2 separate regions of the Anser cygnoides genome follow, and region 1 is linked to region 2. Evidence: chromatin contacts called from public Hi-C data. All regions are on one chromosome and are shown on one strand. The core of a region is the stretch at or near the end of the contact, and the rest is flanking DNA. Distances in the headings are between cores, read along the strand shown. Region 1 holds the start of CEBPA (CCAAT enhancer binding protein alpha). Region 2 overlaps PEPD (peptidase D).

Region 1 (2,700 bases), core at 105-2,604, 53 kb after region 2:
GGCCTTTCTAGCCACTGCTTATGTGTTGAAATATAATTTCAGAAGATACTCACCATATGTAAAACGAATTTAGGATTTTAATTGTTTTCTATTGTTACTGAAAGGTACATTCTGTGGTCAGAAAGCCAGCTGACTGCTGCCTTCCTTCTGCTCATGAAACGGAGGTTCACATGTGTACTGTGTGATACAAAAAAACGGGTTCTTGGTACATTGTAATATTGTTTCCTGATTAAGATTTTGTCAATTACTGTTAGTTGCAAGGAATCTGTCAAACCCTTTCTGAGCAAGCAACTTGCTGTCACAAGTTTCTGGCTTATTAAGACACCCAGGACTAAGAAATACAGCATTTTTTTGCCAGCCACCGCTACGTTTGAATTCTCTGCAGATGTTCCTCTAGCAGTTGCCTACACCTGCTCCAGAAGCCTTGACACGTCCTTTCTCTCTGCCTCTTTCCAGGTGACCCGGACCACCAGAGCTAAGTGCCAGGGGGCTTCCCGACGCGAGGAGGTAGGCGAGGGAGCCCCGATACGCCTCGTCTGCGGGCTGCGGGATGGCGGCGAGAGGAAATCCCGGGCGTCCGCACCCCTGCCGAGCTGAGGCTGCACACCGGGCTCCTCGGAAGGCTGTGCCCAGGAGCAGGCAGGTCCGTGCGGCCCCGGAGGGAGGGTGGGCGGCCGGGAGCCGCGGGGCGCCGCAGCCCGCTGGAGCATCGCCTCCTCCCGGGCCACCTGGCTGCTGCCGCCCCGCCGCGCCCCGGGTTTATCCCGGGTGAGCGCCGGGAGCCGTGCCGCGCTGCGGGCAGGCTGCAATTACACGGACCTGCTCCATTCGCGCTGCGGGACCGGGAGCGGGGCACAGCCAAGCGTCCGCCCCGCATCGTGCCAGCCTGCGGGCAGGGGCAGCTGCCGGAGCGGCCCCAGCGGCACGGGCCGAGCCGTGCCGAGCCAAGCCGGGCAGCCCCCGCCGCCCCCCGTCCCTGCGCGCTCCCCGGCCGGGTCCTAGCGCCGCTCGGGGCCGGGATCCGCGGGTCCCCGCTTCTGCCGGGCCGGGCCGGGCCGGGCCGGGCCAGCCGCGCTCCGCAGGTGCGGCGGGATGGGGCGCTCCGGGCACAAAGCCCCTCGGCTAGAAAAGCGCCGTCGGTCCTGCGGCAAACCCGGCGGGGCTCCCCCGCGTCTCCCCCCGTCTGACCAAATATTTGCGAGCACTCGCGGGCGGTGCTGAACTTTGAGACTTTCTCCGCGGCGCCGCCGGTGGGAGGGCGCCGAGCGGCCCCGGGCACGCAGTGGGCGACGGCCCCGCTCCCCGCACCTCCCCGGGAGGCTTCGGGCAGCTCGGGGACCCCCCCCCCGAGAGCGCAGCCCAGCGCCGGGAGCCCGCCGAGCTCGGGGCGGCTGCCGGGGGCGGGCGGGCGGCTGTGCCCGGCCGGGGCGCTAAGACCCGGCTGCGCGGTGGTCAAAGGTTCCCGGCAGGAGGTGGACACTAGAGGGCGATCCCCGGCCCTGCTGCGGGGGTGTATATATACGGCTCACAGGACCCAGGCAAGCCACTAGCAACAGGGCAGGCAGGCAGCGAGCGGGGCTCGGCCGGGCTGGGGCGGGGGACGGGCTCCGGGCGCGCCGAGCCGCGCCGAGCTGAGTCGTGCCGAGTCGTGCCGAGCCGCGCCGTGCTGCTCGCCGCCGGGAAACCGCGGGGTGCCGCGGGCTTGGCAGAGCCGCCGCCGCCGCCCCGTCCGAAACCTGGATTGCAGGAGCCCTTCACCATGCCCGGCAGACTGTAGGTGCTTCATGGAGCAAGCCAACTTCTACGAGGTCGATTCCCGGCCCCCGATGAGCAGCGGCCAGCACCACCAGCTCCAGACTCCCCTGCCCGGCAGCGCCTACAGCTACAGAGAGGCTCCCTCGGCGGCGGCACCTGCTGCGGGCGGCGCGGAGCTCGGCGACATCTGCGAGAACGAGAACTCCATCGACATCAGCGCCTACATCGACCCCGCCGCCTTCAACGACGAGTTCCTGGCTGACCTCTTCCAGCACAGCAAGCAGCAGGAAAAAGCCAAGGCCATCCTGGCCGGGGATTTCGACTTCCACAGCATGCATGGGGCCGGCGCCGCCGCCTCGGCGCCGGGGCACCAGCAGCAGCACCACCAGCAGCCGCTCTTCGGCTGCATGGCCGGCTACATGGACGGCAAGCTCGACCCGCTCTACGAGCGCATCGCCGCGCCGGGCTTGCGGCCGCTGGTGATCAAGCAGGAGCCCCGCGAGGAGGAGGAGGTCAAGTCGGCGGCCCTGTCGGCCCTCTACCCCCACCACGCCGCGCAGCAGCACCCCTCCCACCTGCAGTACCAGATCGCCCACTGCGCCCAGACCACCATGCACCTCCAGCCCGGGCACCCCACGCCGCCCCCAACGCCCGTGCCCAGCCCGCACCACCCGCACCACCCGCACCCCCCGGGCGGCCTGCCCGCCGCCGGCGCGCTCAAGATGATGCCCGCGGACCACCGGAGCAAATCGAAAAAGACAGTGGACAAGAACAGCAACGAGTACCGGGTGCGCCGGGAGCGCAACAACATCGCGGTGCGCAAGAGCCGGGACAAGGCCAAGCAGCGCAACGTGGAGACGCAGCAGAAGGTGCTGGAGCTCACCACCGACAACGAGCGGCTGCGGAAGCGGGTGGAGCAGCTCACCCGGGAGCTGGAGACTCTGC
Region 2 (2,700 bases), core at 156-2,655:
AATAGAACAACAGGGAAGGGTGTGGGAGCACAGTCTAGTTTATAGTTTGTATAATTTCAAAATGCCCATATGAATTATTCCCATTCAGATGGTCATATTTTAGGGAAAGTGCTGCTGATAATTATTAATGTGCTGTAATATCTGAAGCAAAAAAAAATTATTCTCAGGCATAAAATATTAATAACAGAAGTTGAAGATTTCATACCAATTCTCCTGAAGAACAAATGCTTTCAGGGCATGTTATAACCAGTACTTGATATTTGAAAGTCCTACTGAATGACACTGCAGTATTTTTTTTCCCCTTGCAGCTAAGAATGTGTTATTGTGTTAAAGACAGATTGGAAAATAAATCTTGTCAATCTATGCTATAAAAAAATATTTGTAATCTGCTCTCTATCTTTTCTATTCAGTGGAGTTTGCTGTGTTTTTCTAGCTAGCATTAAGGTTCATAAATAAGTTTACCTTTGACTACTGGCTTTCTGAGTTTGACCCAAAAAGGTAATGTAGCTTTCTGTGGTAAATTAATTCAGTTATTGTCAGTATAAATGCCTAAAGCATCAGTTGCCACCTAAGAAATAAAAGTTGAAGGAAGTAAAGGATGCACAAACAGTGCTGACAGTCAAGTAGCAATCCTTGATCCTTGCAAGATACTATTACATAAATATGGTGTCATTGCTTAGCAGAGAGCTCATTGTTAGACATGTAACCTACCCTTGCCCAGAATAGCATTAACCTACAGCAGGGGGTGAAAGAAAAAGGCTTTTTTTTTCTGTCAAATTCAGCAGATCCTCCAGTCCCTCTGTGCAAGCAACGATCTGTTGAAATGCAAGATTTCAGACTGCGAGTCTCACTGCAAACCACCTGGGAGCCGTTCTTTGCTGTTTGTGACTAATACACAGGAGCTGACCCATGCATACAGTGACCACTGCAACATTAGTAAGACAAAAATAACACTGAGTTATTTCCAAGTGTATAAAACCAAGCACTTCCAGACAGTTGGGCCCTTCTGCCCTGAAGTCACCCTGGTGTGCAGCTCTCTGACCAGTCCTGGGGGCAGTTTCTCCATGAGACAGGGGCCAACTTGCAGCTTTCCAGCTATGCTGTGCACATGGATTTTTCCACTACTTTCAGTGGTTCTTCAAAAATGCTACTTGTACAAAGCAAAGAGAAGTCTTAGAGCCTGCATTGGTGGCAGTTTTCTAGCCTCTCTCAAGTGAATAATGTTTTAAGACTGCTTAAAAAAATAAATCCTGTTGTCTTAATTTTGTAACAGGTACACGTTACAACTGTAACGTTGTACAGTCCTGATTTTAGCAGTGGCTTTGGGGGAATAACCTGTTACATGGTCTGACATGCACTGATTTTCTTCCAGTGCAGGATTCAGGAAATGTACGTTACACGTTGTAATTTGAGTTGGAGTACAAAGTTCGTGAGTCTTTCGATCTTGACACTATATCAGCTGTAGCTGTCAGAGTGCAAACCTGCTAGACAGATTATTCTGTTTGCCCTGAATCTTATCTAAACAGAGTCTTTTCTAAGCTTCAAAGATTGATAAGTTTCCACACCACAATCACTCCCTCTGGGCACTTTCTGCCTTCCCCCAAGCCTTTTCCTCTTTTCAACATAAACCTATGTGGAAGAAGCATGCAGTGAAATTCGTAGTATCTGACAGTGCTGCTCAATCTGAATATTGCAGATTTCCAGACATGGAAAAAATCCTTCCACTTGCTCCACATCTGCGTCTGTTGAAATTGCTTTTCTTAAGATCTTGATGATCCCTGTGATGTGTTTTAGAGCATCATATGTAGACTTTATAGTGGGGAGGATGGGTTTTACCCCCTAAAACCGCTGTGATACTGATGCAGAAGAAATACCATGATACAACCCAGGAGTACAAGGCTATTCATTCAGCCTTTTGAAGGTGTGGTCGGTATTTTGGAGGTAGTGGGGCCGTCACTGTTTTCCTATAGCAGCTCCTGCTCCTGTCAGCCAGGTACATCTTACTGGGGGGTTGAGGGATGAGTTTTTTGTCTGATGCTGGCTGTGACTTGTACAGGCAATTATCTACACGTGGTATGAAGCTGAGAACAGCCTCACTGTTGTCCAGATGCTGTCAGTGCTTGAGTACAGACTTCTGGTTTCTTGCTCTTGGTTTCTATGCCCTGTGGCCCAGAGTTGCCTTACCTGGCTGGAAACCCAAGCAACTGTTTGCTCTCCGATCTAGTGTGCCAAAAGGAAAGCGTGAAAATCAGAAAGGCAACAAATTCTTCTCTAGCACCCAAGTGAAGAGGAAAGAAATAATCATTTCTATGATTTAAACAATGTTTTGGTTTGTTTTTTAAACTGGGTTTGATTAGAATTTTTAAGGACCTATTGTTTTGTCTGATATGGTTACTGCCTGTTGGCAGGTCTTAAGCTGTTCCAGTGGTTTGTTGGCTGGACAGGGATTGCATGTTGTGTCTGCATTTCAGTGGCACTGCCAGGGGACATCAGGCCTTTTGCCCTTGTCTGTGGACTCTCAGAAATACAATGTAGCTTAACCTTAGCACAATTTGGGGAGAAGTTCCTATAACCTTGCCATACTAATTTTTTTAGTAGGATTGTGACATCTGTGCTGGCAAAAAAAAAAAAACCCACCCTACAACAACAAAAAAAAACCCTGCTAAATCATTTGTGGTTTAATCATTGTCACATTACAAC

Evidence for each region. Hi-C and Micro-C count contacts between places; a contact is called where the count stands out from the background.
Region 1: a Hi-C map of fetal liver shows a contact between it and region 2, with 2.1 times the contacts expected there. The contact joins the promoter of CEBPA here to the enhancer-like site in region 2. A contact is called at or near these places in 3 of 7 Hi-C or Micro-C datasets (fetal liver and liver).

What each region holds. Positions count from the first base shown.
Region 1 is chr12:10,878,932-10,881,631 of Taihu_goose_T2T_genome, forward strand. It overlaps CEBPA (CCAAT enhancer binding protein alpha), which reads left to right and starts at 1,355. Exons shown (of 1, transcript XM_048068849.2): 1 at 1,355-2,700. The coding sequence starts at 1,785. It overlaps LOC125183365 (a long non-coding RNA gene), which reads left to right. Exons shown (of 10, transcript XR_010834360.1): 4 at 457-643.
Region 2 is chr12:10,825,811-10,828,510 of Taihu_goose_T2T_genome, forward strand. The region is part of intron 11 of PEPD (peptidase D); the gene reads left to right. Among named protein-coding and RNA genes, the nearest start is that of CEBPG, 37 kb to the right of the region's middle. Within about 2 kb of position 1,406, at least 1 of the 3 cell types and tissues checked has open chromatin away from gene starts, as enhancers often do. A contact at or near this core is called in fetal liver, where this site is marked.